Linked DNA regions of Sus scrofa: all the other regions are linked to region 4. The links are chromatin contacts, called in public Hi-C, HiChIP or PLAC-seq and promoter capture Hi-C maps. All regions are on one chromosome and are shown on one strand. Each heading gives the region's core, a stretch centred on a gene start, on an enhancer-like site or on the middle of the called end of the contact. The rest is flanking DNA. Distances are from core to core; before and after follow the strand shown. Region 1 holds the start of SYNC (syncoilin). Region 2 holds the start of TXLNA (alpha-taxilin). Region 3 overlaps KIAA1522. Region 4 holds the start of BSDC1 (BSD domain-containing protein 1). Region 5 holds the start of KIAA1522. Region 6 holds the start of TMEM39B (transmembrane protein 39B). Region 7 holds the start of EIF3I (eukaryotic translation initiation factor 3 subunit I).

Region 1 (3,585 bases), core at 1,070-3,569, 190 kb after region 4:
TCCTACTACCTGGAAAGGTAGATCTCCTAGTGCTGGGAAGGGTGCACCTGCTCAGCCAGTCAGCCCTACCCAGATCCTCGACAGAGTCCCTGCTTTCCCAGCAGACAGCCCTCATACCATGTTCTGGCTGCTCATCCCACCACCCTGGAATGATGTAATTGTGTTCCAGGCACAAGAATACTCTTTTATACAATGCTCATCTATTATCCCCAATTTTTAGATGAGTACTCTTTTACCAGAATACTCTTTTATACAATGCTCATCTATTATCCCTATTTTTTAGATGAGGAAACCAAAGCGGACTACAGATCTCAAGGTTCTGGAGTTCCTATGGTGGCGCAGTGGAGATGATCTGACTAGGAACCATGAGATTGCGGGTTTGATCCCTGGCCTCAATCAGTGGCCTAAGGATCTGGCGTTGCCATAAGCTGTGGTATAGGTTGCAGATGCGGCTCAGATCTGCTGTTGCTGGGGCAGTGGTGTAGGCCGGCAGCTGTGGCTCTGATTCAACCCCTAGCCTGGGAACCTCCATGTGCCGCGTGTGTGGCCCTAAAAAGAAAAAAAAAAAAAAAAATCTCCAAGTTCTATAGTTTGTAAATTGTGGAGCCTAGAGAAGGCTGGCAGTCTGGCTCCAGAGCCAGAGCTCCTTTTTATCACTCTCCTCTTAGAATAGGCATGAGGTCTGAAAGAAGTCAAACAGTTACTGCAGATATAATAGAGCTTGGCCCTGGCATTCAAAATATATTTATATCTATTTAGCTAACAAATTTCTACATACCCTCAAGCCCTGCTCAAACTCCACCTCCTCTGTGAAGCATCTCCCAGACAACCTGCATTCTCGTGTTCTCAAGGCACTTTGTATGCAGCTCATCTTTGCACTAAGTGCTTTGTATTATGGAAGTGCCTGGGTCTATCTTCCCTGACAGTCCATTTCCTAAGGACAAGCGCAGTTATTTTCTCTATACCCCAGGGTGGGGCTCTGTAGAAGACAGGCAGCAATGGACTGAGATCCAAGGGGGAAACTTGCCCAAGGTCAAGTGGCAAAGCTGGAAGTAGAACCTAGGTCTCCTGACTCGCAGGCAGCGCTGTTACCACACACCATGTTGCCTCGGTCACCCCACCCACAGTGCCAGGCCTCTGTTAGGTGTTGCCCTCACACAGCTGCCTCTCTCTAAGGAGCTGGGGGAAAAAGGTGATGATGGGAGGTAGGGGGCAAGGGAGGCAGCTCAGCTGTGACCCCTGACTTCAGGTTTCCTTGGGCCACCTCTGCCACTCCGTCCCTGTCCCTCAAGTATTCCAGCAGCTCCCTACCCTGTCCAGCAAGGCTATGGCTGGAGTGTTTGTGACCCTGTGCAGGCCTGAGTTGGTGTGTGGCTGGCTCCGTGTGTACCCACATGTGGGTACCGCAGTACAAGTGAGTGTATGTGTCAAACTGTGACAGTGGAGGGGCGTCACGTGTGTGTATCTGCACCTCTACCTCTTGGTACAGTAGGAAGTCCAGGGCTACAGGCTAACCTGGGGCGGAAACGCTGCCTCCTCACCTCAAACCCTTCAGCCACAGGTCCCTTCCCCCTAACCAGTGGCAAGCTCACTATGAGGATGGATGGAGGGATGGATGGATGGAGGGAGGGAGGGAGGGACAGAGCCTCCCCTCCAGGGCTCCTGGCCAGCCAAGGCCCTCCTGCGGGTCTAGGACAGGAGACCCTGCCCCCACACCATGCCAGGCCCTGGACCAGAGAGAATGAGCTTCCTGAACTCTCAACTCTAAGCTGGCCGCTGCCCAACCTTGCACCAAGCATCTTCCACAGGGCGAATTCAGCAGCTGGAGGCCTCCATCTCCACTTGCCTTTGGGGTGAGGAATGAAAGAAAACGGGTAGCGTCTTTGGCCCCTGTGGGCCGAAGGGCATCTGACGATTGATGCCCTCTAATGTAAAGGGGTTAACCCTCACGCCGCCCGTGGGAGGGGGAGGGGGGACTATAAAAAGCCCCAGACAAACGGAGGTGCTGGCCAGGCCGGACTCCCCGCTCTCCCTTGGCCGGTGGCTCCGCCCCGTGCCCCACCCCGGCTGGACCCCTGCCCCGCCCCCCGCCCCGGCGACAGGCGCTCGCGGGGGGAGGGGATCCCGCCGGCACCCCCTCCCCAGAGGCGGCGACGCGGGCCCGGGACGCTCCTACCTCGCGGCCTGGGCGGCGCCGTCCCCGCCGCGCCGGGGCTCCGGGCTGGCCATGGCTGCACGACCCGGGCTGGGCGGCCGCGGTATTAATAGCCGGCCCCGCGGGCCGCCCGCGCCCGCCAGCAGCACTGCCAGCTGCAGCCGACACCGGATCCCGCCGGCCCCGGGCCGGGCGCGCCCACTTGGCCCGGGCTCCTCCGCGGGAGGAGGGAGCGGCCGCGCGGCCCAGGGGCGGGGAGAGGCCGCCCCTCCCGGGACCAGCCGGGGGAGAAGGGTATGGGGGGTCGGCGTCTCCAAAACCGGCCATCCCTAGGTCTTCCCGAACCTTCTCTCTCTCCACCCTTCCCTTTCAAGGGTCCTAGCTGCGGGGGTGCGGGGAGGAAGGTGGCTCTGCAGCTCCAGGGGAGCGCTTGCCTTGCCCGGCCGTCCCGGGAGGGGGCTGGGTGTGGGGTTGGGGACCTCGAGGGACCCAGCACCCCGCCCGCCGCCCGCAGGAGTTCAGGGGTGTCCGCCGCCGCCCTGCGATTCCCCCGGCGCCTGAGAGCTGTGCCCCGCAGCTGTCGCCAAGGGCTGGAGGAGGAGGGGTAACGCCACACCCCGTCCATTTGGGGACAGTCGGGAGCCTGGAGAAGGGCGGTGGGAGGACTGCTCGGGAGGGTTGGAGCCTCTGAGGTTGAGTCCGTATTTAACCCGCTCTCCGCCCCTGCGCTGCGAGGTTTCCTGGGGTCTCTCCGCTTGCTCCACCTGTCACCCCCGCCCGCAGTGCGGTCCACTCCAAGGCGCGCTCCCCTTCCCCAAGTTCGAAGTCCACCAGTGTGGGGATCAAACTTAAACACTGAAGGCTTGCTTTCTCCCTAAGCGAGAAGCTGTCTGGCCCCTTCCAGACCTGGGCCTCCGGCATTCTCCCTCCTGATGCCTTTTTTCCACTTAGCCCCTCTGTCTGGGGAGCTCTTTGACTCAATCGCAGAAGAATGCTGTGCACCATAACAAGCGGAGGGGCTGGATGTCTTTAATCAGAGAGGCCTGCAGCGAGGGGTGGGGGTGGGGCAGCAGTGCGGCTCTGTTGAACGCATGTGGGCTGTGTGTTGGGATCTCTGTGCCTGCTGGCGACTGTATGAACGCCACGTGTTTGTGCGTATGGAGTGTGGCGGGGAGACTGGCATTGTGTGTCCACGCGTGACCCTGTGATGACTGGGGGGCGGGGTACATGCCTGTGAGTGGGCATAGGAGCGTGTGACTGTATAGCGAGGCGGCGGTGATTTTGAGTAGTGCTGGTGCTGGTTGTGGAGTGTTGGCGTGGCCATGCTGTGGCTGTCGTGACTGGGCTGAGGGGCGTGTATACAGTGTGTGTGTGTGACTGTGCCTAGAAGTGACTTGAGGACTGAAGGGTGAGAGCATCAGGGGCGCTCG
Region 2 (4,010 bases), core at 1,108-3,607, 180 kb before region 4:
AATTTAGCCAAGAGTTATTGCAATTTTCAGGGACTTGTAAGCAATAATTTCAACACCTCATCGCTAGTGATGTAACAGAACTCTCTCCACACCTAGGGAGCTAGGATGAACTGCAGAGCACTGCAAAGGCTCTTTGAAGTGGGTGGGCCCCAAAAGGTTTTGTTTTACTCAGAAGGGCATTTTGGAAGGTGGTGCTGACTGGGAAAAAAAAAAAAAAAAAGCACAACCTAAACGTTGAGAGTTGTTTTATTTGGCAGACAAAACTGAGTACTTAAGTCCAGGATGCAGCTTCTGAGAGACTGTTCTGAAGACGTAAGGGAGAAGCCAGGATCTATAATAGTTTTTTTCAACAAACAGCAGGTAAATTACTGTTAATTAAAGAAAACCTGAGGAGTTCCCATTATGGCTCAGAGGAAATGAATCTGACTAGCATCCATGAGGATGCAGGTTCGATCCCTGGCCCCAGTCAGTGGGTTAAGGATCCGGTGTTGCCGTGAGCTGTGGTGTAGGTTACAGACATGGCTCAGACCTGGCACTGCTGTAGCTGTGGTGTAGGCCAGCCAGCTACAGCTCCAATTCAGCCTCTAGCCTGGGAACCTCCGTTTGCCGAGGGTGTGGCCCTAAAAGACAAAAAGAAAAAGAAAAGAAACGAAAACCTGATACTTCAAGTTAAGGAATTTAGCAGTTTTCTGTGTATGGGAAGATGCAAGAGTCTGGGCTTATTTCCTTTGATATGCAACTCAGCTAACTGGGGCCACTATCAGGTGCTTTTTCATCCTGAGTCTCCTCAGGGTGCTCTATGGGCTTGGGCGGGAGGGTGACTGCAGCACAGACTGCTAGATGGCAGGCAATTTGTTTCTACCCTGAGTTCCCCCAGGGCTCACCTTTGGGCAGCTGTAATGTGATGGCTTGATGGCTGCAACATCCTTTGTTTACTGATATGGCAGGTAACATTTTTTTCATCGACAATGGTATGGCACCTGCAAAAACCTGGGAAATCCTGGAAACAGTAAAAGTATAGCTGGAACAAAAAAGGCAGAGGGGGACGAAACATTGTAAATCAACTACGCTTTAATAATTTTTTTTAAAAGGCCAAGGGGATGAGGAGGATTGACAGGAAATAAAAGCAAAACCATTTAGGCATTAAATTTCAAGCACAGGAGTTCCTGTTGTGGCTCAGAGGTAAAGAATCCAACTAGCATCCATGAGGACACAGGTTCGATCCCTGGCCTCACTCAGTGGGTTAAGAATCTGGCATTGCCATGAGTTGCAGCGTAGGTCACAGATGTGGCTCGGGTCTGGCGTTGCTATGGCTGTGGTGCAGGCTGGCAGCCACTGCTCTGATTAGACCCCTAGCCTGGGAACTTCCATATGCCGCAGGTGCAGCCCTTAAAAAAAAAAAAAAAAAAAAAAAAAATCCAAGCACATAGGTTGCTGTGTTTTATTCTGTTGTCTACAGACAAATGGAAAAAGAATTGTGATTTCACATTTTGAGAAAAGCTTGGCTATTTTTCCCCTTTAGCACCAGTGCAACTGGGACTTGGTAGGAGTGGGCCAAAGAAAAGGCTCAGGAATCTGCTGAAACCAAACTTCCCCTTACAGGGCCTCAGCACCTTCCAAAGAGGGACTCAAGGTGGAAATGGGGATGGGAAATTAAGTATTTACTTTTCCAAGTTACCTTGACTCACCCTCAAGGAAAGCGCATCATGGTGATTATTTCTTCCTGAGTAAGAAGCAGGGTAGTCCAGTAGTTGAGATGGGTGCCAGACTTCCTGGCTTTGAAACTGCTCTAATCAGTCAATAGCTATGTGACCTTGGACAATCACCTAACAGGTGTAAATTGAGAGTAACAAATACTACAGTATTTATCTGGAGTAGTTACTGGGAAAGCTAGCATTCAAAGAACTACTGTTATTAAAATTTTCTATAGGAATACGGAAATCGAGGCTCTGGGAATGAAAAGAATGCCCGGTCACATAACAAATTAGTGATGAAATTAGGACTGGAAGGAATACAGATCTGATGTCCAGCACCGTATTTTATCCCTCGTCCTCAGAGTTCCTAGATAGTCACAGATATCCTCAGCAGGAGGGAAGGACGGGGTTGAGGTGTGCGGGGAAAAAGCAGCCAGGCGCAAGGCTCTGGGAGCTGAATCATAACTTCTGCGTGATGGAAAGGAGGTTGACGTGAGTACCAGTGCAGAATGACTGGCTGCTTTCGGACCTCCTGGGTCTGGGCTCCAAGAACGAAAGCCCTGTTGCAGCTTGGGAGTCGGGATCAGCCCGGTGCATGGAGGGACATGTAGTCCTTTCTGTCCCTCCACCCCCCCACTCCGCCTTCCCAACTCACCCGCCTCAGAGGCCGCCTTCGCTTCAACTTTCCCAGCAAGCCCCGCGAGAGCGCGGGCTATTGATTGGCCGCGGCGCGAGCAGGCGGCTCTGCCGGCAGCAGTTACCCAGGGTTTCCGGTGAGAGGCCAGAGCAGGAGAAGCCGTCGGGACGTCGGCGGTGGGGTGCGTATTGCGTCGGTTAGGGGTACAAGGCAAGCAGAGGGCCCGGGGCCCGACGCCTTCGGACGGTTCAGGGAATTACGCCGATTCCGCACGAGGACTCGGGCTGGAGTGCAGGGGCCGAGGCCTGTGCGCATGCGCGGGCGGAGCGCGCGGCTGGAGGGCGCGCGGGGCGTGGGTGGCTGCGCGCGCGCGCGGGGGGGTGGGCACACGTGGGGCCTGGGGGGCGGGGAGGAACCGGGAATCCAGCGTCCCGCCACGTCAGTCCCTGGGCCTGAGCCTGTCCGGCGCACGGGCTGTGGTGAGAGGGCTGGGTTGTGCCGGGGAAGTAGCTTCGGGGAAAAAGGAGGCCTCCTCTCCCCTGCTGTTGGGCACACCAGACTTCCCTGACCGACCAGAGATAGGGAGCCCCACTGGCTCCCATCCGAGGAAGGCCGGTCGGTTTAAGAAGCTTTGCGGGTCCGGTGTGGAGATATCAGATCCAGGCTGCGAAGAATTGTTTAAAGTCTGGAAAATAGCAAGTGTATTTGTTTCTATAGGTTCTGCTCATAACCTAACGTTGCAAACAACAATGAAGAACCAAGACAAAAAGAATGGGGCTGCCAAGCAATCTGGCCACACTTCCAACCCCAAAAACACCCCGGGGCAACCGGAAGCAGGACCAGAGGGAGGCCAGGGGCGGCCCAGCCAGTCTGCTCCCACGACAGAAGCTGAAGGTTCCACCAGCCAGGCTCCAGGGAAGGCTGAGGGTGTGTGCCAGCTCTGCTTTTCCAATGGGCAGGGGGAGGAGTTTATGGTGCGTCAGTCTAGCTTCTGGGGTTAGAAGCCAAGGCCACTGTTTATCCAGAAGGGAGGAAATGTAGAATGAGGGGAGGACACCACTGAGTCCTTGAGTGCCCACTCTGCGCTGGGGAGTTGATAGAGCCTCCCACCCTAAGCACAGGGACAGAACTCTCCTGAGAGAAGCTTCTGACAGGATTAAGTCAGGTTGGCAGTCAAATGAGGCACCCAACCAGCAAATCAAAAACACCACTTTCAGCAGTGGGTAACTGCTATTCCTATTTGAGGCATTTCTGGAACTTTTTTTTTTTTTTCTTTTTTTTCTGTTTCTTAGGGCCCCACCCTAGGCATATGGAGGTGCCCAGGCTCAAGTCGAATTGGAGCTACAGCTGCCAGCCTGCACCACAGTCACAGCAACACAGGATCCCTCACCTACTAAGTGAGGCCAAGGGTCGAACCTGAGTCTTCATGAATACTAGTCAGATTCGTTTCTGCTGCACCACAACGGGAACTCTTGGAACTTTTTTAATAGCAAGAAGTGACATTTGCAGGTGGACTAGACCTTGAGTTCCTGCTACATGATGCCACCTCTGTGTTGGGTGGTCTCCTTACTTGATTTCTCTTATAACAAGCATGGTTGGGCAGAGGTGAGAAATAGTTTTATCAGTAATAAAACTGAGGTTTAAAGAAGTTAGGTAACATTTAACCCAAACTAGTAAGT
Region 3 (3,522 bases), core at 882-3,381, 250 kb after region 4:
TCCAGGCTTGAGGCGGGAGTGGGGCTGTGGAATTCCAAAGCACAAAAGGTGCAGCGGGGGCTAGCCTTCCTGTGCCTCAACTTAGCACCAACCGCCCTCCTGCCTTCTAGGGTCTGCCAGGTGCTCCACGCAGGGGACGGGAAGCAGGAAGCTGCCAGGGCCCAAGGGAGTGAGGGAGAGGGAACCAGAGGGGGGCCCACAGGTTCGTTCTGTCCTCAGAGAGCAGAGCAGAGTAGGGAGTTATCTCATGGGGCACTTGGCTCCACTTGATCAGGTAGGGGTGGGCCAGCACGACCCTTCAGATGGAGAAGCCCATGGGCTGTGGCAAAGCTCACCCCTCTCAGCTCGACAGGAAGTATTGAAGACACGGATGGAGGGGAGGGTCTGGCCGGGAGGAGCTTATCTGGCCAGCGGGCCCAGACCTGGCCGCATGGATTTCATCCCCTGACCCTCCTTTCCTCTGCTGCTCTGGCGTGTCCTTTCTGCAGCTGCTTTTCAGCACAGGTGGTTCCACTGTGGGGAGCTGATGCTAAGTGACAGGATGGGAAGCAAAGGTGCATTCTATTCCAGATCCTTCCTAGTCCGTGTGGGGGCACTCAGCACTCCTAGGGGCCGGCTGGGTAGGCCCCCCTTGATAGCAGCCCCTGCTATGCTCCTCCGGGAATTTTCACCTTTCCTTTTTCAACCTGCGCCACCTATCTGGGTTAGCTGGTTTCCACACTGGCCCCAGCGGCTCCATGGGGATGGTCCTAGTGCCTCCTTCCACCGCAGTGTGGCTGTCACCAGGGCCGCCCTCCCTTGGTCCTTGAGGACAACAGTGGCTTGGGCTTAAGACTGGCAGGGAACCTTGCTTTCAGTTGCTTTTCCTCTACCCAGAAGTGAGGCTGACCCCCTCCCAGGACAAAAGCTAGGAACAGGGGATGTGGGCTGAGAGCTCTCTCTCACCGTCTTCTCCCTGTAGCTATAACCCCTTTCCTACCTTGCCCTTTGGGTAACGGAGAGCTGCTGTTGGGCATGTCTTGCTCCTGACCAGTGAGGTGGGGAAAGAGGACGGTCAGGAAGCACTGCTATGCTCAGAGCTCCTGACTCAACCCCCTGGGGAACCAAGAACCAGGACCAGGCCAAAGCTTACAGGATGCCAGGCCCTGGCAGCAGCCTCAGAGCTGCTGGAGGTGGGAGGGTGCCCACCTTCTGGATCTCTGGGCCAGCCCTCCTTGTGGTACTTGAGCTCCTTATCTTCAGTTAGAATCCTCCGAGCTGGTTTCCCCACAAGGAGGGTGGGACGGAGTACAAAGGAGAAGGGCGGGTCTCGGGAAGAGGCAGCCCTTCTTTGGCCTCTGGGGCAGATGAGCTTGACCTAGTGCACATGGAGACCAAAAGCCTCTGATTTTTACTTTCCATAAAAATGTTAGAGAAGTATGTATATATACATACATATATATATATATTTCTTTAAATTTCTGAGTCTTTGATATGTCTATATAAGCAATTCATTCCCTCTCCCCTGAAGCTGGAGTGAGACACATGGAAGAACTCTGTGTGGGTTTCATTTGAAGGTGTTAAATAATTAAATGATTAAAACTTGGCTGTGGTTGCTGCTGCTTAATGGGGCAGGGTAGGGCAATGCTTTGGGCCCACATTTCGAAGGGAGAATGTTTTGGACCGGAAACCGAGCCTCTTCTGTTTAACACTGCCTTTCAGTGTTAAGGTGTCCTCTGTCCGGCCTCGTCCGCCCCTGCCTGCCCCCTTACAGGGTCAAAAGCCCAAGATCCAAGCAGCCCTCGGCTGGGCGATGGGCCCAGAAGCTGCTACACACTGTGTGCTTCCCTCCTGAGATGTTCCAGCTCACTGACCGGTCCCATCCACATATCCTTGTCCAGACGTTTTATTTGAATTCATGACAGTGATGCTTAGTGGTTCTGATTGATGGAGAAGTACCCCCACCCTCCCTAAGAAAACCCAGGCTGTGCCACCCACCCTAATTCTGATGTTAACAACACACAGCTGGTTTAGGGAGGGTCCCCACCCAGCAGGATCAAGGAAAATTCCAGGAGCAAAGCCTCAGGGCTGGCAGGCACTGGGGAAAGCTGCCAACCACTTGGTAGACCACTAGGTTCTCTGTTTTCCCTTCCCTTTCCTTTTCAAATCCCACAGTTTCCTGTTGGGGAGAGGCTGTAATTAGCCCAGTACAGGCACAGCTCCCAGCCAGAGGCACAGCTGCTGGGAGAACTCTAGGAAAACTGGCAACCGATATTTTTCCAATTAGAAGGACTGTGGCATAAACTTTTTGAGTTACATTATTATATTGAAACCAGATTTCTCAGGTCAGCTGCCAGGGGTAGAAGGCAGAGCTGGACTCCCGTGCTCCCCTGCCCTCATCACTACTTGGCAGGCCAGCCTCTCCCTGCAGGCACACAGGATGATCCTGGATTCTGGGGAGGCTGAGCTGCCCCTTACTGAGTCCTGCCCCTATCAGAGTCTCAAACTTTCTGCTTCAGTGTCCTGAGAGATGGGTAAATGGGTGATGGATGGATGGAGCAAATTAAGGAGACGGCAGATGACTCGGGATGACGGGAGAAAGGATGACACAGGGTTGGCTAGCTGATGTTCCCTCCTTTCAGCGATTTACAGGAGATGGACCCCAGCTTGGTCATGAAGTTAGTTTGCTTCCACTGTGCGATGCACTCCTCAGAAATTTTAAAGTCAGCCTGGACAAGAAAAACAAAAAGCGATTATGTAGTGATGGTGGTGGACCTGCAAGAAAACAAAGACTCTTATACTACTAGTACTATAAAGTAACTCAGCTGCTCTAAGAGAGCAGTTTGTGAAAAGCTTTCACTTTGAGGTGTCTTTTGCCTAAGCTAAATTCATTTTTTTAGGGATTTAGTTTAAGAAAATAATCATGAACAAGTACAAAGAACTAGGCCAGCCATCAGTGCACTCTAAGAGGGAAAAACTTAACCTCGACATCTAATAAAGTTTTGGTTAAATGATGATAATTATGATATACCACCACATACGTGATGAGGTTCCCCCCTCAATACTTAAAAAGATGGGGACATTTTTGAGGCATAAAGGTAAATTAAAAAAGCAGAATAAACCCATGGTAATACCTCAAACTGAAACTATATTATTACTGCTGGGCAGAGAAAAAGTGCAGAAGGAAATGATCACTAATGACATTTTCCAGGATCTCTGGGTGGCAGGACGATGGATATTTTCTTTTCTTTGTTTTCCCCTACATTTTAGACATTTATACAATGAAAACTCATTTTATAGCCAGAAAAAAATGAGTGAGTCAAAGAACCAGCTTGGAAAACTAGGAAAGAACAGAGGAGACAAAGCCGTGTGCCACTTGCGGGAGGATGGAGAGAGGCAGAAACCACTCTAAACGCCCTCCAGAAGCAGCGCTTCGTCTAGCCGAGGAGCTAAGGCATAAACTAGAAAAAGTCACCCACGTGGTGGTAATTCCACGAGAAGAGTGAATGTGTACGTTCACGGAGGTAGCCCAAGCACCCAGAA
Region 4 (3,683 bases), core at 389-2,888:
CCTAAATTCAAATAAGAAAACAAAGATGGAAGGCTAGTTAACTACTAATTTTTGTGAGTCATGATAAGACCAACCTTGAGAGTCACACACAAGAGGCCCTCATACCACATTCGCTAAATGAATGTCAGACTCCTTCCAGCAGATTGCTCAACAAGAAGCAAGCTACTTTGGGGTCTCTTCCATTACGCCTCAGATTGAAATTCTCTGAGTCTTCATCAACAACATAAACACCTCAGGCATTCTTAGATTTGCTGGGCTGTAGGAGGGAAGCCTCCTGGAGTCAGCCTTGAAGCAGGACTCACCCCAGTTGCTTGAGGTAAATAGTAATTAACTTTTTCCAGAATTCAGTTGGGTTGGTTTTGACAAACTAGCATGGAATGAAACAGGAATGCACAGGGCACTGTCCACTGGCAAAGCCAAGTCTCACTCATCCCACAGGGATTGCTGTCTCCCCACTGGACTGAGTTTTGGGAGACCCAGGACTGCATCTGTTTGGCTAACATCGGTATCCTCAGGACCTGTCAGAGAGTGCTGGCTGTGGCATAGACTCTTAATATTTGAATGAATATAAGAGTAAGCTTCTATTTCTAGAATCCTTTTTCTTCAAGGTCTAGATCAAATGTTCTCTCTTCTACGAAGCTGTGTACTTTCCAAGCAAAAATAAATAGTTCCTTCCCATGGGTTTCCACGACACGGTCGCTCCAGCCTCTAAGACTGTCTTTATTTCACGGTAGTTAGACACTGGTCTGAGTCGGGCTGTGTTCTCCCTTAGACCAACAGGAGCTAAAAGTAGGGCCTCAGTCGGTTTCATCCCAGAGGCTTGGCGGCCACACAGGTCAGGCGGGGTGGCTCGGACCAGGTTGCAGTGAGGCGGCGCGGGGCCCTACCCTAGAAAGGGCGCTGGCCCGGCTTACCTTCTCCTTGACTGCCTGGTAGCTCTGCTGCAGCCAGCTCCGCCACCATCCCACGTCCTCCCTGTGGAAGACAGACACATCTGGCGGCCCCGCGGTGCGACTTTCGCCCGCGCAAAAATCGGGTCTCAGCTTCCCCCTCAGATGTGGCCCGCGGACCGAGGCTTCGAAAGCCGCTTCCCCACCCCCTCACTCTGCGACTCCCCGCCTTTTCAGCTCCGTCCACGCCCACGCTGGCCTCCAGCTCCCCGCGGGGACCCTGGCCCAGCACCCCAACCCTGGGAGAATTCAGGGCCCAACGCCCGAGAACTAGATGACGGGCTCACCCTTCCGCCATCTTGCCCGCATGACATCATCACTATTTACTGACCTTTGACTTCCGACACGGCACCGCCCCCTCAAGCACCGCCCCGGAGAGCGGGGCCCAATCCTCAGGCCGACACCGCCCTCAGCCCAATCTCCGCCCCGCTCCTTCACTAGGCTCCGCCTCTTTAAGCTGCCTCTAGTCTCCGTCCAGAGTTCGGACTTAAACTCCGCTCGGTCCAATCCTCACCCATTTTCGTCTTCAGGCCCCTCCCCCTCACTGTTAGCCCCACCCCACCAACCTAGAACCTTTATCGATATCAGCGGACATGCGATACGGTGGCCGCTTTGGACCAAGATCAGCCCTCTGGCTGTGGGCTTAGAGAGCTGGGAGTAGAGGAATAAAGGGAGCGAGCCTGGCCGCTGCTCGAATGTCCGTAGGCCCTAAGCTCAAGGCTAGGACCGCCCCCCTTTATGAAACCAGCAGCGTAGCAGCTGCCTGGGGCTCTTTGGGCTAATTCAGCAACCGCAGTTTGCGGAGCTCTGGGCCAGGGCTTGGAGGTGTTTGGAGGAAAATTCAGAAGTGACTTCGATGCAGCCTCGGGAGACGGTCTCAGGATATTGGGGAGACACACATTTAGTTACCTCAGTTCTTGGCGACTTAACTCAGAATAGCGTGAGCTGGATGGGATCTGGAGAAATCCGGAGACAGTCTGGAGGAAGGGGATTGAGTGTGTAGTGGGGTGTGTGTGTGTGTGTGTGTGTGAGCTGGAGACACTTTCCAGAGCAGGCTTCCACTGCCCATGCTGCCTCATTTGCTTGCCTGCACCTGCATCCTCATACTTTGTACTGGATCCCATTACCTCTTGTCTGAAGGCGTAGCTTTAGTAATTATTTTCCCCCATTGCGTTCTCTTTCCCCTCTTTACCGGATTATTTGTGTCATCATGTATACTTTTATTATCCCCATCGTAAGCAAACAAAAACTTGACCCTCATCATTTCCCTGTTCCCCTTTGCAACAAACTCCTCCATTCTCTCTTTTTTCTTTTTTCACTCGTACTTGCCGCATATGGATGTTCTTGGGCCAGGGATCAAATCCAAGCCACTGCTGCGACCTATGCCACAGCTGCGGCAGTGTGGATCCTTAACCCAGTGCACCCGGCATTGAACCTGAATCTCCAAAGCCACCGCAGCTGCTGCCGTCAGGACCTTAACCCACTGAGCCACAGTGGGAACGCCTCCATTCTCTCTTGAGCTCACTTCAGTGAGGTTTCTACCTCTCCACTGTACTTTAAATCACTTTTGCTAGGGTGCCAAGGGCAATGACCAATTTTCAGCTCTTTATAGTATCTTATTTAATGCAACTGATCTCTTTCCTTTTATGTTCATTTTCTTCACGTGGCTTCCAGGACATCATGACCTCCTGACTTTCCTTCTACCTCACAGGCATCTCCTCAAGGTTCTTCGCTGTTTTCTTTTCTTTCCTTTTTTTTTTTTTTTTTTTTTTTTTTTTGGTCTTTTTGCCTTTTCTATGGCTGCACCCGCGACATATGGAGGTTCCCAGGCTAGAGTCGAATCAGAGCTGTAGCCACCGCCCTACGCCAGAGCCACAGCAATGCAGGATCCGAGCTGCGTCTGTGACCCACCACAGCTCACCGGCAACGCCAGATCCTTAACGCACTGAGTGGCCAGGGATCATACCCGAAACCTCCCGGTTCCTAGTTGGATTTGTTAACCACTGAGCCACAATGGGAACTCCTCCTTTCCTTCTTTAAGACTCACACCCACAGCATATGGAAGTTTCCAGGCTAGGGGTTGAATTGGAACTACAGTGCTGGCCACAGCAACACCAGATCTGAGCCACTTCTGCAACCTACACCACAGCTCATGGCAATGCTGGATCCTTAACCCACTGAGTGAGGCCAGGGAGCAAACCTGCATCCTATGGATCTGCTGCACCACTACCGGAACTCCATTTTCTCATCCATTTCTTGTTGCTAGAATATCCTTAAGGCTCAGTCCTTGACCCTCTCCTTTTCAATGTCTGCAGTCATTCCTCAGGTAATGTTATCAAGTCTCATGACTTTAAATGCCACTGGTGTCTCTCCAGTTTTCTCTCTAACTCACACATCTCTGAAACCTAGATCACTATCTCTTTTTGGATGTATAATGGACCTATTAAACTTAACATGTCCCCAAACTCCTGTTGTATCCATTTAACTTCCTGCACACTTCCCCAAAGCTATAAATGGCAACTTTATCCCTCCAGTTGCTCAAACCAAAAAGCCTCGAGACTTTAATTCCTTACTTCTTTCGTATTCCAAAGCTAATTCCTCAGCACATCTAGTTGGCACAACATAAAAAACAAACAACAGACTCCAGATGTTTCTCACCACCTTCACTGTTACTATGCAGGTCCAGGCCATCATCATCTCTCACTTGGATAACTCGTATCTCTGTGTCCACTT
Region 5 (3,593 bases), core at 579-3,078, 220 kb after region 4:
CTGGGAACCTCCATATGCCGCGGGGAGCGGGCCTAGAAAAGGCAAAAAGACAAAAAACAACCAACAAAGCCAGAGTATGTCTCCCTCTCTCCTCCCTGCCATGCATCCAGATCATCCAAAAGGCCAAGGCCCTGTGCATCACTCTTTCTCCAAGTCTCAGGCCTGCCTATAACACTCTGCCTCTGATACTCACCACCAGAAGGAGAGACAGGGCCCTTAGGGCTAGTGCTGAGCTGGACAGAGAGCACCACGAAGGCCCAGGGTGATCCCTGTACGTGGCACAGTGCCTGACCCAGAACGGGAGCTCTGGGATTGAGGGATGGGACTAAATGAATAGTGGTTAGATGGGAAACTCAGCCCAGCAGAGACAGTGACCTACCCAGCTGCCCAGGTCGGGGAGTGAGTGTCAGTGATGGACCAGGTTTTTCACAGCTGACCCCTTGGGGGCCACTCAGGGGGCTAAGGTAAGTTAGAGAGGCCACACTGAGCACCGTGATCATTCTACAATATTAGGGTGCGTGTTATCTACACGACTCCAGGGCTGAGTGGGCTGGCCGAGGACCAGGAGAAAGCTAATTGGCCAGGGTCAGGTTGGGTGATGAGCACAAATTCTAACTGGTGGGGTGATCACTTGGCCCTTCTGGGAACCCAGAGAGGGAATTCAAGAGGTCTGAACCCATAGCTGGCCCCTAGGGCAATTTCTAGCTCCTGGGGACCAAGCAGAGATAAGACCTAGATTGCTGGTCTTAGCTCTTCTGCTGCTGACTACCTCTGGGCTCTTGGGCAACCACTGTCCTCTCCTGGCCCTTCTGTGCTATGGGGCTATCACTCCCTGCCCTGCTTCCCTTCTAGCTTGTGGTGGGATCAGATGATATAAAAGTGCTCCGTCAGCTACGGTAAATAAAGAGCCAGAAGCATGGAGGAAACAAGCACAGCAGTTTCCTGATTCTTAAAGGCTTCCTTTCCCTACCAGCTTCTTCAGTCACACTTGCCACCTGCAGAGGATCTCAAAGCACCTTATAAAGCTGTGTCTTCAAGTCCAAGATCAGCTCTAATTCAGGCTGAGCACCCCAATGGAAAATCTAGACCCAGGCAGGAGTGCTCTGGGGACTCACAGCCTGACCCAAGGGTAAACTGAGGCACGGCTCTCCTCATTTCCAGGCACCGCAGGATGAAGCTCCAACCCAGGAAGCATGGGTCCCAGGTCCACACCAAGGACCGATAGAGGCTGGGGGGAGGATGTGTCGAGGGAGGAGAAAGGAGTGAAGGAAGACTGCCCAGTCACCAGATGGGAGAAAAAGGCCCACTGCCGGTCCCAGGTCTCAGGTGGGTCTGAAGTCTGTCTATAGAGCAAAACCTCCAATACTGCCCGAATCTTGGAAACATTCTCAGGATTCCCAAGTCCCAGAAAACGAATTGCAGAACCCCCCATCTCGACCCGAACCACACTCGGGACAGCGAGTTCTCTTGGGGTCCAACCCCAACATTTCTCTTCCTCCTTATCCTGAGCACCCCCACCCCAGTCCCCGGACTTCCCTCTCCGGACCCAGCTCTCTTCAGTGCCCACTCCGGAACAGAACCTCGGTCCCGCCCTGCGACCCCGCCCTCTCGTCCGGGGCCCAGTCGGACCGTCTTCCCTCCGGGCCCGACCTCGCCCTCCCCAGCTCCCGAGCCCCCGAGCCCCCGGACCGGGTCCGCGGACCAGGAGGAGGCGGGGAGGGGCCGCCGGCAGCACCGCCCCCGCCCCGCGGCCGCTCCCTCCCGGTTCCGTGCCTCCCGGCCTCCGCGCCCCGCCCGCCGCTCCGCGGCCCCTCCCGCGCCGCTCCCGCCGCCCGCCCGCTCGCCCGCTCTGCCTCCGCCGCCCAAACTTTTCTCCGGGCGCGTCTCCCCGCGGCGGCCGCCTGCCCGCGCGCCCCCGGTCCATGGGCGCCCCGCCGCAGGGGGCCTGACCCCCGCCGCCAGGTCCGCCCGCCGCGCCATGGCGGCCCGCGAGCCCCCGGCCGCACCTGCGGCCGACGAGCCGGGGGGTCCCGGCGGTCCCCCGCGCAGGAAGAAGTCCCGCTCCGGCGCGTCCGGCCTCCGCCGCGCCTTCAGCTGGCTGCGGGGCAAGCGGCGCAAGAAGAAGGCGGCGGGAGCCGAGGGTGCCGAACCGGCCGCCCCCCGGGCCAAGAAGGCGGACGACAAAGCCAGAAGGGCCAAGGGTAAAGGCCGAGGTAAGGCGGCCGGGCACCTGGGCAGGCGCCGGGCGGCGCCCAGGGTGCGGCCAAGGTGACGCCGCTGGGGGTCCGCGGCGTGTCGGAGGGGGGTGACTCCTAGGCGCCGGTGCTGGGGAAGTGAGGAGCCCAGGGCTCAGCCCGAGCACCCTTCCTCTGCGCCGCCCCGCCCCCAGAATTTCCCAGACTCAGCCCAGCTCTGCTCTAGTGGGAGGGGACCCTCCAATTGGGGCAGGGATCCCCAGGCTTAAGCAGGAAGTGCTGGCCGCCAGGCTCTGGGGATGGTGGGGCAACCCCTCCTCCCCCAGCTCGCTCGGTTTCTGCCCTCTGCTGAGTCAGGGGGTCAGAGACTTGACTCTGGCCTGGGGCCAATGGGAGAGGCAAATGGCCTCGCATCTCTGGTGGGGGTCCCTCTGGGTCTGGAAAGTCGACCGGACTCAAAAGGTGGTTTAGCCTTGGAGGTGGATCTGGGTTTCCATCCCCACAAAGGACCCAGCACGGAGCACGACAGGCATTGGGTTCTTCACAGTGTTAGCGTTTCCTATCTGGCCCCCTTCACCACTCACCTGGGCCAAACCGCAAACATCCACCTCCTGGGGTGGTGAGCTCAAGATAGGAGCCAAAGGCCTCTCCCACCACTCCTTCCCCCAGCCCTGGTAGAAACGTGTCGAAACGTGTCGAAAGTGTGCTTGCTGGAGAGGGAAACTGAGGCCCAAGTTAATGGAGAGGCTGTACCTGGGTGGAGGCTGGGTACTTGAGACACTACAATTAATCCCCTGCCTCTAGGCGCCTTCCACCTGATGGATGGCAGCCTGAGGGGAAGGGTGGCTGACCTGGCCCATCCCTGCTGGGGTCCGTTTTCTTCTGGCCACTTGGCTTGGTCCTTCCCTCATCTTCCTCTCTGTTTCTGTCTCCTGTTGGAGAGGGAGGGAATGAGTCTCTGCTAGAGGGTGGGGCTCCCTTGGGGCCTGCTGTCCTAGGAAGTCTACTTTGCCTGTGCTCCTGCTGCATTGCCAGAGGTGAGGAAATGGCGGTGTACGTCGGGCCCATCCCATTCTGCCTGTGTTTACCCTCCCAGTGTCCTTTAACCGCCTCCTCCTCCGGAGAGTTAGAAGGAACACTTTAGGGATCAGGAAGAGGGTGAAAAGCCTCTTGTGTGATTGCATCCGGCCTGATCTTCCTTTTGGATCTGCGCCCTGCTCCCCTTCGGTCCAGCCACAAATAGAAGTTGGGTGCCGGGGCTGAGATGACTGGGCCAGGCCCTGAGGGAAGGTCTGTGTGAGAGGTCTTTCCAAGGGCTCTGTAGCCCCAACAATATCTGAAGCCTGTCCCAGGGCTGCCCCTCTGAAGTCATCCTCCTGTCACTCAAGGGGGCATGGG
Region 6 (3,437 bases), core at 270-2,769, 250 kb before region 4:
GACAGCTTTGTAAGTCCTATGAGGATAGAAATAATGAGTGCTAGTACCTCATTTATTGAGTGCTTTGTGTTAAGTACTTGCCAAACATAATAATAGTAATGATGGCTAACTTTTCTTAAAACAAACTGTTCTAGGAGTTCCCACTGTGACTCAGCAGTAACAAACCTGACTAGTATCCATGAGGATGAGTGTTCAATCCCTGGCCTCACCCCCTCGCTCAGTGAATTAAGTCTCCAGCATTGCTGTGAGCTGTGGTGTAGGTCATAGACGCTGCTTGGATCCCACGTGGCTATGGCTGTGGCTGTAGCGAAGGTCAATTGCTGCAGCTCAGATTCAACTCCTAGCCTGGGAACCTCCATATGCTGCGGGTGTGGTCCTAAAAAGCAAAAAAAAACAAAAAACAAAAAACCAAAAACCACAAAAAACAAACCCAAAACAGAAAACACACACATGCACAAATAAAAAAACTAAAACAAAACTGTTCTACATGCATTATCTCACTTAATCCTCACCAAGACCCTTAAAGTGAATATTACTAGTAATGAGCAAGAAACAAGATTTCAAGTCTTGGAACTGGCAAAATCAGGATTTGAACTAAGGTGGTGAGAGAAGAGCAGGGTCAGATAAGAGAAATAACTAGAACTTAGGGTCAGCAAGACTAGGTGGAAGATTGGTTGTGGGGGTTGATGGAACAGAGGAAGTGACTCCCAGGTTTTGATTGGGGTAAACGGAGGAACAATAAGGCCAAAGAGAAAGATGAAAGCCTTGGGCATCTATCCAGAGAAAACCGTGACTCAAAAAGACACGTGTACTCCAATGTTCATTGCAGCACTATTTGCAATAGCCAAGACTTGGAGACAACCCAAATGTCCATTGACAGAGGAATGGATAAAGATGTGGTGCATATACACAATGGAATATTACTCAGCCATTAAAAGGAAAGAAATAACAGCATTTTTAGCAACATGGATGGACTTAGAAATTATGCTAAGCGAAGTCATTCAGACAATGAGACACCAACATCAAATGCTATCACTTACATGTGGAATCTGAAAAAAAAACACAATGAACTTTGCAGAACAGATACTGACTCACAGACTTTGAAAAACTTATGGTTTCCAAAGGAGACAGGTTGGGGGGTGGGGGCATGCGCTGGGGATTTCGGATGGAAATGCTATAAAATTGGGTTGTGATGATCATTGTACAACTGTAAATGTAATAAATTCACTGAGTTCAGAAAAAAAAAAAGCCTAATTTGCGACAAAGCGAGTTTTGAGGCGCCAGTGGACCACTCATGGATGCAGGAACCGAGAGGGGTTCTGACCTCCTCCCTTATCTTCGAAGAGGAGCTGAGAGAAGGTACGCAAGGGAAGAGCAGGAGACAGCTTCCCTCTCTCTTGGGTTATTCGGCAGCAGCTGCAGGAAGGGTGTGGAGGACCGCGAGACAAAGAGCGCGCGGCTCTGCCTTTGTCCGCGCGGCCCCTTTAAGAAGCGCGCCCCCAACTGCTAGCCCGCCTTGTATGCAAATTTGGCGGCGAAGCGGTAGCGCGCAGCTGATACCCGGGGACTGGGCTGCGGCGGTTAGTCCTCTCCCGGCCGCCGTCGCCTCCGACATATTGCCCGCAGAAGCTGCGGCGGCGAAGCAGAAAACGCCGGGGGGAGGAGATGGGTGAGCAGCGCGGGTCCGGCTTGGCCCGGCAACGGGCGCGCTCGGGGGTTAGGTTGGCCAAGCTGCTAATTGCTCCCCCACGCGGACAGGATCCTGGCGAGGGGAGGGGGAGGGGATGTGGTCGCAGAGGGACCCCGCCCCCTCCTTTCGTTTTGCGGGTGGGGCCTCTTGTGGGGGCGGGACATTGGAGCGGAGGGAGGGGCTTCTAAAATGTAGACGCTCCTGGGGGCTTTGGTGAGGACCCACTCTGAGGACTAGAGAGGGCGGGGTTTGGCAGTAGGCGTGGCCTTGATGCTAAGAGAGGCGTCCGTGTGCTGTAGGCCCTAGTGCAGGGGCAAACTTTCGGGGTTGCAGGGGCTTTGTACTGGGGGAGGTGGAGCAGGAAGGAGACCTTGCAGAAGAAGGGACCCCACTCTGGAACCGGGCTTCTGGGCAGAGAGAGCTTTTATTGGCTTGTAGGCAGGTTTTCTGGGCTGACAAGTGTGTGTGGGTGGGGCTTCTGGGTTGAGGGGCTTTATGTGGGTGCAGAGCTTCTAAAGAGGGGAGAGTGGGTGTGGGCAGAGCATTCGGACTGAAGGTGCCTGTGTGAGGTTTTCTAAGCCAGGAACAGTAGTGCGTGAACAGAGCTTTGGAGCTGGGGTCTGGTTGGGGGCAGAGCTCCTGGACAAGAACTTTTTGGAGATGTGTGGGAAGAGCTTCCAGGCTAGAAGCTAGGGCAGGGTGTGTGTGTGTGTGTGTGTGTGTGTGTGTGTGTAGAGCTTACAGGCTAGAAGCTAGGGCAGGGGTGTGTGTGGGTGGGTGGGTGGTTGTAGGTTGCTGTGCTGCCATGAGGAGATATGAACAGGCTATAACTCAGTGGGACTAGGGTGGTGCCCAGGATCTTTGTGCAGGGCAGTGCCTGGGACCTTGGGCTAGGCTGCTAAGCCTAGAGAAAGAGGTTGTGGGTCCAGCATTCTTCCAGAGCCCATATCCTTGACACTGTGCTCAGGCCCTAGGACCTGACCATGAGAATCCAGGATGCTCCTTGAGCTGGATCTTGGGTCCTGCAGGCAGAAACTTCAAGAGTACCCAGAAGTGTCAGCCTACAGAGATTTAGAGTATCCAAAAGGAGCAGTGTTCACCAACGCTAAGAGCACAAGCCCCAGACTCCCAGACTACCTATGACACAGTGAAAACTGAGTTTCCCAATCTGTGGAAAACCTACCTTGCTGGGTTCATTCCCTCATTAACATGTAGTTATTGCAGCCTTGCTTTATGGTGGGCACTGTGGTAAGGGGACAGGATACAGCGGTGGAAAAGACAGACCAAGGAAGTCCCTTGTGGCTCAACGGGTTAAGGATCTGACATTGTCGCAGTTGTGGCACAGGTTGCAGGTGTGGCATGGGTTAGTTCCCTGGTCTGCAAACTTCATGTCCCACAGGTGTGGCCAAAAAAAAAAAAAAATCAAGATAGTGACTGCTGGAGTTCCTGTTGTGGCTCAGTGGGTTAAGAACCCAACTTGTATCCATGAGGATGTGGGTTCAATTCCTGGCCTCACTCAGTGGGTTAAAAATCTGGCATTGCTGCAGGCTGCGGCATAGGTCACAGATGTGGCTCCAATCTAGTGTTGCTGTGGCTGTGGCATACGTAGGCCGGCAGCTACAGCTCCAATTAGACCTCTAGCCAAGGAACGTCCATATGCTGCAGGTGCAGCCCAGAAAAAAAAGAAAAAGATAGTGACTCCACTGATCTTCTGTTCTAGTGGGAAAGATAGACAATAAATATGTTA
Region 7 (3,424 bases), core at 94-2,593, 140 kb before region 4:
ATGTCCCTACCTCCACAAAGCCTTCCCCCAGTCTCCTACCTCCAGCCTCCGTCCTCTGAACTAATGCACTTTATCTGTACCTCACCTAAAGCCCTTAGCCTAAGAGGCAGTTGTGTCTATGTCTTGTCTTTCCCATTAGCTTAGACAGGGAGCTTTGGGGTCAGAAATAGTTCTCTATATCCTTCCTTATCCTCCTCCACAAGGCCAATTTGAACCTAAGCCCTCCCCCAAGAAAGGTCTGTTGGAGGGATCACCATAATAAAATACTAAAATATTTAGGAGTTCCTGTTGTGGTGCAGTGGAAACAAATCTGACTAGTAACCATGAGGCTGTGGGTTAAATCTCTGGTCTTGCTCAGTGGGTTAAGGATCCAGCGTTGCCATGAGCTGTGGTGTAGGTCTCAGACATGGCTTGGATCTGGCATTGCTGTGGCTGTGGTGTAGGCCAGCAGCTGCAGCTCTGATTAGACCCCTAGCCTGGGAACCTCCATATGCCATGGGTGCAGCACCCCCCCCCAAAAAAAGCAAAAAATAAAATACTAATAATACAGCTCAAAGAATCACAGATTTGAGCCCTAATTAGTTACTAGGCCCAATGCTCAGAGCTTTAATGTGCCTGACCTCACTCAGTCCTCACAACTGCCCAGTAAGATTGTTACCATTATTACTCCCATTTTACAGATGATGAAACTGAGGCTCAAGGCCCACAAAGGACTCATCCAAGAGCTTCTAGTAAATAAGTGGTGGGATGCAGATTCTGACCCAGACGTGTCTGACTCCAGAGAACAAATTCTTATGGGCTACCCCCAAGAGAGGGGTCATTCACAGACGCACCTCAGTATTCAAGAAGAGGGTCTTCATTTCCTGCAGCAACTGCTGGACCCAGGTCCTCTCATGAACTGCTGCAGGCGGGAGGAGGCCCGCTTCAGCAGCGGCTGTGTGCCACCCCACAGAGCGGCCACCAGCACCAGCGCCAGCACTTGCCCTGGATGGAGATGCGAGTGACACCCTCTCCCCCCGCAGGCCCACCACACAGGTCCAACCCTCCTTCAGCCACCCAGCCCCACTCCCGCCCTCAAATCCCTTCTTCCTCTTGGAGGCTCCGGGGCGTCTGGCCACTAGGACAGACCCCGGGAAGCCGGGGAGATGGATCCAGGATCCCAGGTTCGGGGTTGCATCAGGGGTCGGGTTAGATGGTGGAAATGGAGAAGGAGATGAGCTCCGGATGAGGGTCTGAAAGCCGAGTGAAGGGCGGGGCCGCCTACCCAGGGTCGCCGCCATGGCAACGCCGCCCCTCTGCACTTCCGGGAAAGAAAGGGCGGAGACCCGTAATCCGGAAGTGGCGTCAAACCCTCTTCCGCTTCTACTCACGTTGCCGCCTTCCCAGCGTTTTCGCCGGTATGGTGAGTTCTCTTTAGTTGGAGGTGTTTCCATGGGGGTCCTGGCTGGGGCATGGGCCTCTTTTGGGCACTGACACTCTCGTCCTGTCCCCACAGAAGCCGATCCTGCTGCAGGGCCATGAGCGGTCCATTACGCAGATTAAGTACAACCGCGAGGGAGACCTCTCTTCACGGTGGCCAAGGACCCTGTGAGCGTCCGCCGGAGGGCGGGCCGGCGGGACATACATACAGAGGGAGCCTGGGAGGGGGCGAGTTGCTTCTGCTGGGTCGAAGGGTAGACTAGCCAGTTTTGCCGCGAGGTAGAAATCAAAGAGCGCCCCGTTCTGAGAAGTAGAGAGAGACCATCCCGTGGTTAGGTGAGAGAGAAGTGAGGAAAAACTCAGTTGTTGGTAGGAGGAAGGAGTAGCCGGGGAGAAGAAAAGCAAATACCATTGTGGAAGGGGGACGGGGAAGAAGGTCAGCTCTCGGGGGGGGGGGTGAGGGGAAACCATTCTGGGAAAGAAAGCTATTCTACAAAAATAGGGGAACAGACCACCTGTAGAAAGGGAAAGTTGATCCTTGGGCAGCTAGAGACACAGTGGCCTTAGTGAAGATGTCCCTGGTGTCATTTCAGTCAGCTCTTTTGGGCCCTACCCTGTCAGTGACTGCAAACAGCCCCTCACATTACTGCCTGTTGAGGCACCTCCACATGGAGGAGGTTAACTCTAGTGACTAAACTGGAGGCTCTGAAATCAAAAAGACCTGGTTTGAATCCTGCATTCAGTAGCAGTGTGACTGAGCAGCGTGACTGCATTCACCATGCAGTGTGTCCTTTTTCACAAAATGTAGGTGGCAATAGTACCTCTCATGGGGTTATCTTTAGGATTAAAGGGGATTATTCAGGTAAGGAGTTTAGCACAGTACCTGGTGTGTGTGAGTACCTAATTAATGTTACTCATGTTATAAATTGCTTAGACATTATTTTGTTAGAGCTGCAGAGCTATGCTTTGAAGAAGGCATTATTGTCATGGCCACTTTACAGATGGGAAAACCGAAGATCATAGGGGAGAGGCTTCATTTTGAGATAATACTGTGAGAGAATAGCAGAGCAGGGACTGGAACCCAGGCTTTCTTACTACCACCTGCTCCCATTGGGACAGAGCACCAAAGTTGCTGCTTTTTAGGCTGGCACTCAACTTGATCTTTTATTCTTCTGAGGGTTTAGGAATCTGGGGAAGGACTGGCTGGGATAGTGGCAAATGGAGACTTTTTGCAAGCCTTCAGACTCCCCAGCGGGAAGGAGGAGAATCTAGGAGTTGGTCTTTTTTTAACAGCCACCTGCTCTTTCCCAAGAGACGAGCAGGAGAGGGCAGAATCTGGCTGGGCTGGAGCCTGCTGGGGCCCCTGGAGGAAAATAGGAGGCCATTGCTCTGCTGGGACACCTGTCAGGCTGTCACATTGTCATTGATTCCTCCAGATTGTCAATGTATGGTACTCTGTGAATGGTGAGAGGCTGGGCACCTACATGGGCCACACCGGTGCTGTGTGGTGTGTGGACGCTGACTGTATCCTTGTCTGTGCTCTGAGTCCATGCTCCCAGCGTCAGCCAGCAGCAGAGAGGCAGCTGACTTGGAGTTGGGAGTTTGAGATGCTCTTGTGGGTTTAGAGAATGATACCTACCTCCTACTTTTTGGTCCATTCATCGGTTGGGAGAACATTTAGGACAAGTTTCCATTTTGGATGAGGAGGTTATGATGTTCTGAGATCAGAGAAGAAGGGGGCTGTCTGGGAGGTTGGCCTTCCAGGAGGACAAGGGTTCAGGTGAGCTCTGTCGTGCTTCTTAACACCCTCTTCAGGGGACACCAAGCATGTCCTCACCGGCTCAGCTGACAACAGCTGTCGTCTCTGGGACTGTGAAACAGGTAAGCCTGGATCCTTTTTCAGCAGTGAGGACCTACGATACACTGGTTTAGGTGACCAGGTTCTGGAGAAGTAGAGGTAAATCCAGAGATGGTTCCTAGTCTGGGGAAAAAGAGACAGATAAGA

The links. Promoter capture Hi-C pulls out the DNA fragments that hold promoters and counts their contacts. Hi-C and Micro-C count contacts between places; a contact is called where the count stands out from the background. HiChIP or PLAC-seq counts read pairs in DNA pulled down with a chosen protein or histone mark.
Region 1: an H3K27ac HiChIP or PLAC-seq map of skeletal muscle shows a contact between it and region 4. The contact joins the promoter of SYNC here to the promoter of BSDC1 in region 4. A contact is called at or near these places in 4 of 47 Hi-C or Micro-C datasets (embryonic fibroblasts, epiblast stem cells, omental adipose tissue and 1 more) and 2 of 2 datasets of contacts at active chromatin or transcription factors (alveolar macrophages and skeletal muscle).
Region 2: a promoter capture Hi-C map of liver shows a contact between it and region 4, with 4 times the contacts expected there. The contact joins the promoter of TXLNA here to the promoter of BSDC1 in region 4. A contact is called at or near these places in 1 of 5 promoter capture datasets (liver), 1 of 47 Hi-C or Micro-C datasets (liver) and 1 of 2 datasets of contacts at active chromatin or transcription factors (alveolar macrophages).
Region 3: a contact with region 4 is called in a Hi-C map of fetal skeletal muscle, with 4 times the contacts expected there. The contact joins the enhancer-like site here to the promoter of BSDC1 in region 4. A contact is called at or near these places in 3 of 5 promoter capture datasets (fetal liver, fetal skeletal muscle and liver), 19 of 47 Hi-C or Micro-C datasets (adipose tissue, alveolar macrophages, brain and 11 more) and 2 of 2 datasets of contacts at active chromatin or transcription factors (alveolar macrophages and skeletal muscle).
Region 5: a contact with region 4 is called in a promoter capture Hi-C map of fetal liver, with 2.5 times the contacts expected there. The contact joins the promoter of KIAA1522 here to the promoter of BSDC1 in region 4. A contact is called at or near these places in 1 of 5 promoter capture datasets (fetal liver), 3 of 47 Hi-C or Micro-C datasets (fetal liver, heart right ventricle and omental adipose tissue) and 1 of 2 datasets of contacts at active chromatin or transcription factors (alveolar macrophages).
Region 6: a promoter capture Hi-C map of liver shows a contact between it and region 4, with 3 times the contacts expected there. The contact joins the promoter of TMEM39B here to the promoter of BSDC1 in region 4. A contact is called at or near these places in 1 of 5 promoter capture datasets (liver) and 1 of 2 datasets of contacts at active chromatin or transcription factors (alveolar macrophages).
Region 7: a contact with region 4 is called in an H3K27ac HiChIP or PLAC-seq map of alveolar macrophages. The contact joins the promoter of EIF3I here to the promoter of BSDC1 in region 4. A contact is called at or near these places in 3 of 5 promoter capture datasets (fetal liver and liver), 1 of 47 Hi-C or Micro-C datasets (epiblast stem cells) and 2 of 2 datasets of contacts at active chromatin or transcription factors (alveolar macrophages and skeletal muscle).

The regions. Positions count from the first base shown.
Region 1 is chr6:89,023,988-89,027,572 of Sscrofa11.1, forward strand. SYNC (syncoilin) reads right to left here and starts at 2,320. Exons shown (of 5, transcript XM_013999124.2): 1 at 2,177-2,320. The coding sequence starts at 2,229.
Region 2 is chr6:88,657,694-88,661,703 of Sscrofa11.1, forward strand. It overlaps TXLNA (alpha-taxilin), which reads left to right and starts at 2,358. Exons shown (of 11, transcript XM_003127774.6): 1 at 2,358-2,512; 2 at 3,049-3,258. The coding sequence starts at 3,081.
Region 3 is chr6:89,086,255-89,089,776 of Sscrofa11.1, forward strand. KIAA1522 reads left to right here. Exons shown (of 8, transcript XM_021095815.1): 8 at 1-1,586. It overlaps YARS (tyrosine--tRNA ligase, cytoplasmic), which reads right to left. Exons shown (of 14, transcript XM_013999119.2): 14 at 1,868-2,708. The coding sequence ends at 2,598. Among named protein-coding and RNA genes, the nearest start is that of KIAA1522, 29 kb to the left of the region's middle. Within about 2 kb of position 2,132, at least 6 of the 83 cell types and tissues checked have an H3K27ac peak or open chromatin away from gene starts, as enhancers often do. A contact at or near this core is called in fetal skeletal muscle, where this site is marked.
Region 4 is chr6:88,837,570-88,841,252 of Sscrofa11.1, forward strand. BSDC1 (BSD domain-containing protein 1) reads right to left here and starts at 1,639. Exons shown (of 12, transcript XM_005665183.3): 1 at 1,282-1,639; 2 at 915-975.
Region 5 is chr6:89,057,029-89,060,621 of Sscrofa11.1, forward strand. KIAA1522 reads left to right here and starts at 1,829. Exons shown (of 8, transcript XM_021095815.1): 1 at 1,829-2,213. The coding sequence starts at 1,979.
Region 6 is chr6:88,583,772-88,587,208 of Sscrofa11.1, forward strand. It overlaps TMEM39B (transmembrane protein 39B), which reads left to right and starts at 1,520. Exons shown (of 9, transcript XM_021095796.1): 1 at 1,520-1,669. The coding sequence starts at 1,666.
Region 7 is chr6:88,694,583-88,698,006 of Sscrofa11.1, forward strand. EIF3I (eukaryotic translation initiation factor 3 subunit I) reads left to right here and starts at 1,344. Exons shown (of 12, transcript NM_001244624.1): 1 at 1,344-1,402; 2 at 1,496-1,562; 3 at 1,565-1,587; 4 at 2,856-2,943; 5 at 3,235-3,300. The coding sequence starts at 1,400. TMEM234 (transmembrane protein 234) reads right to left here and starts at 1,295. Exons shown (of 6, transcript XM_003482013.4): 1 at 1,265-1,295; 2 at 904-984; 3 at 834-901. The coding sequence starts at 1,280.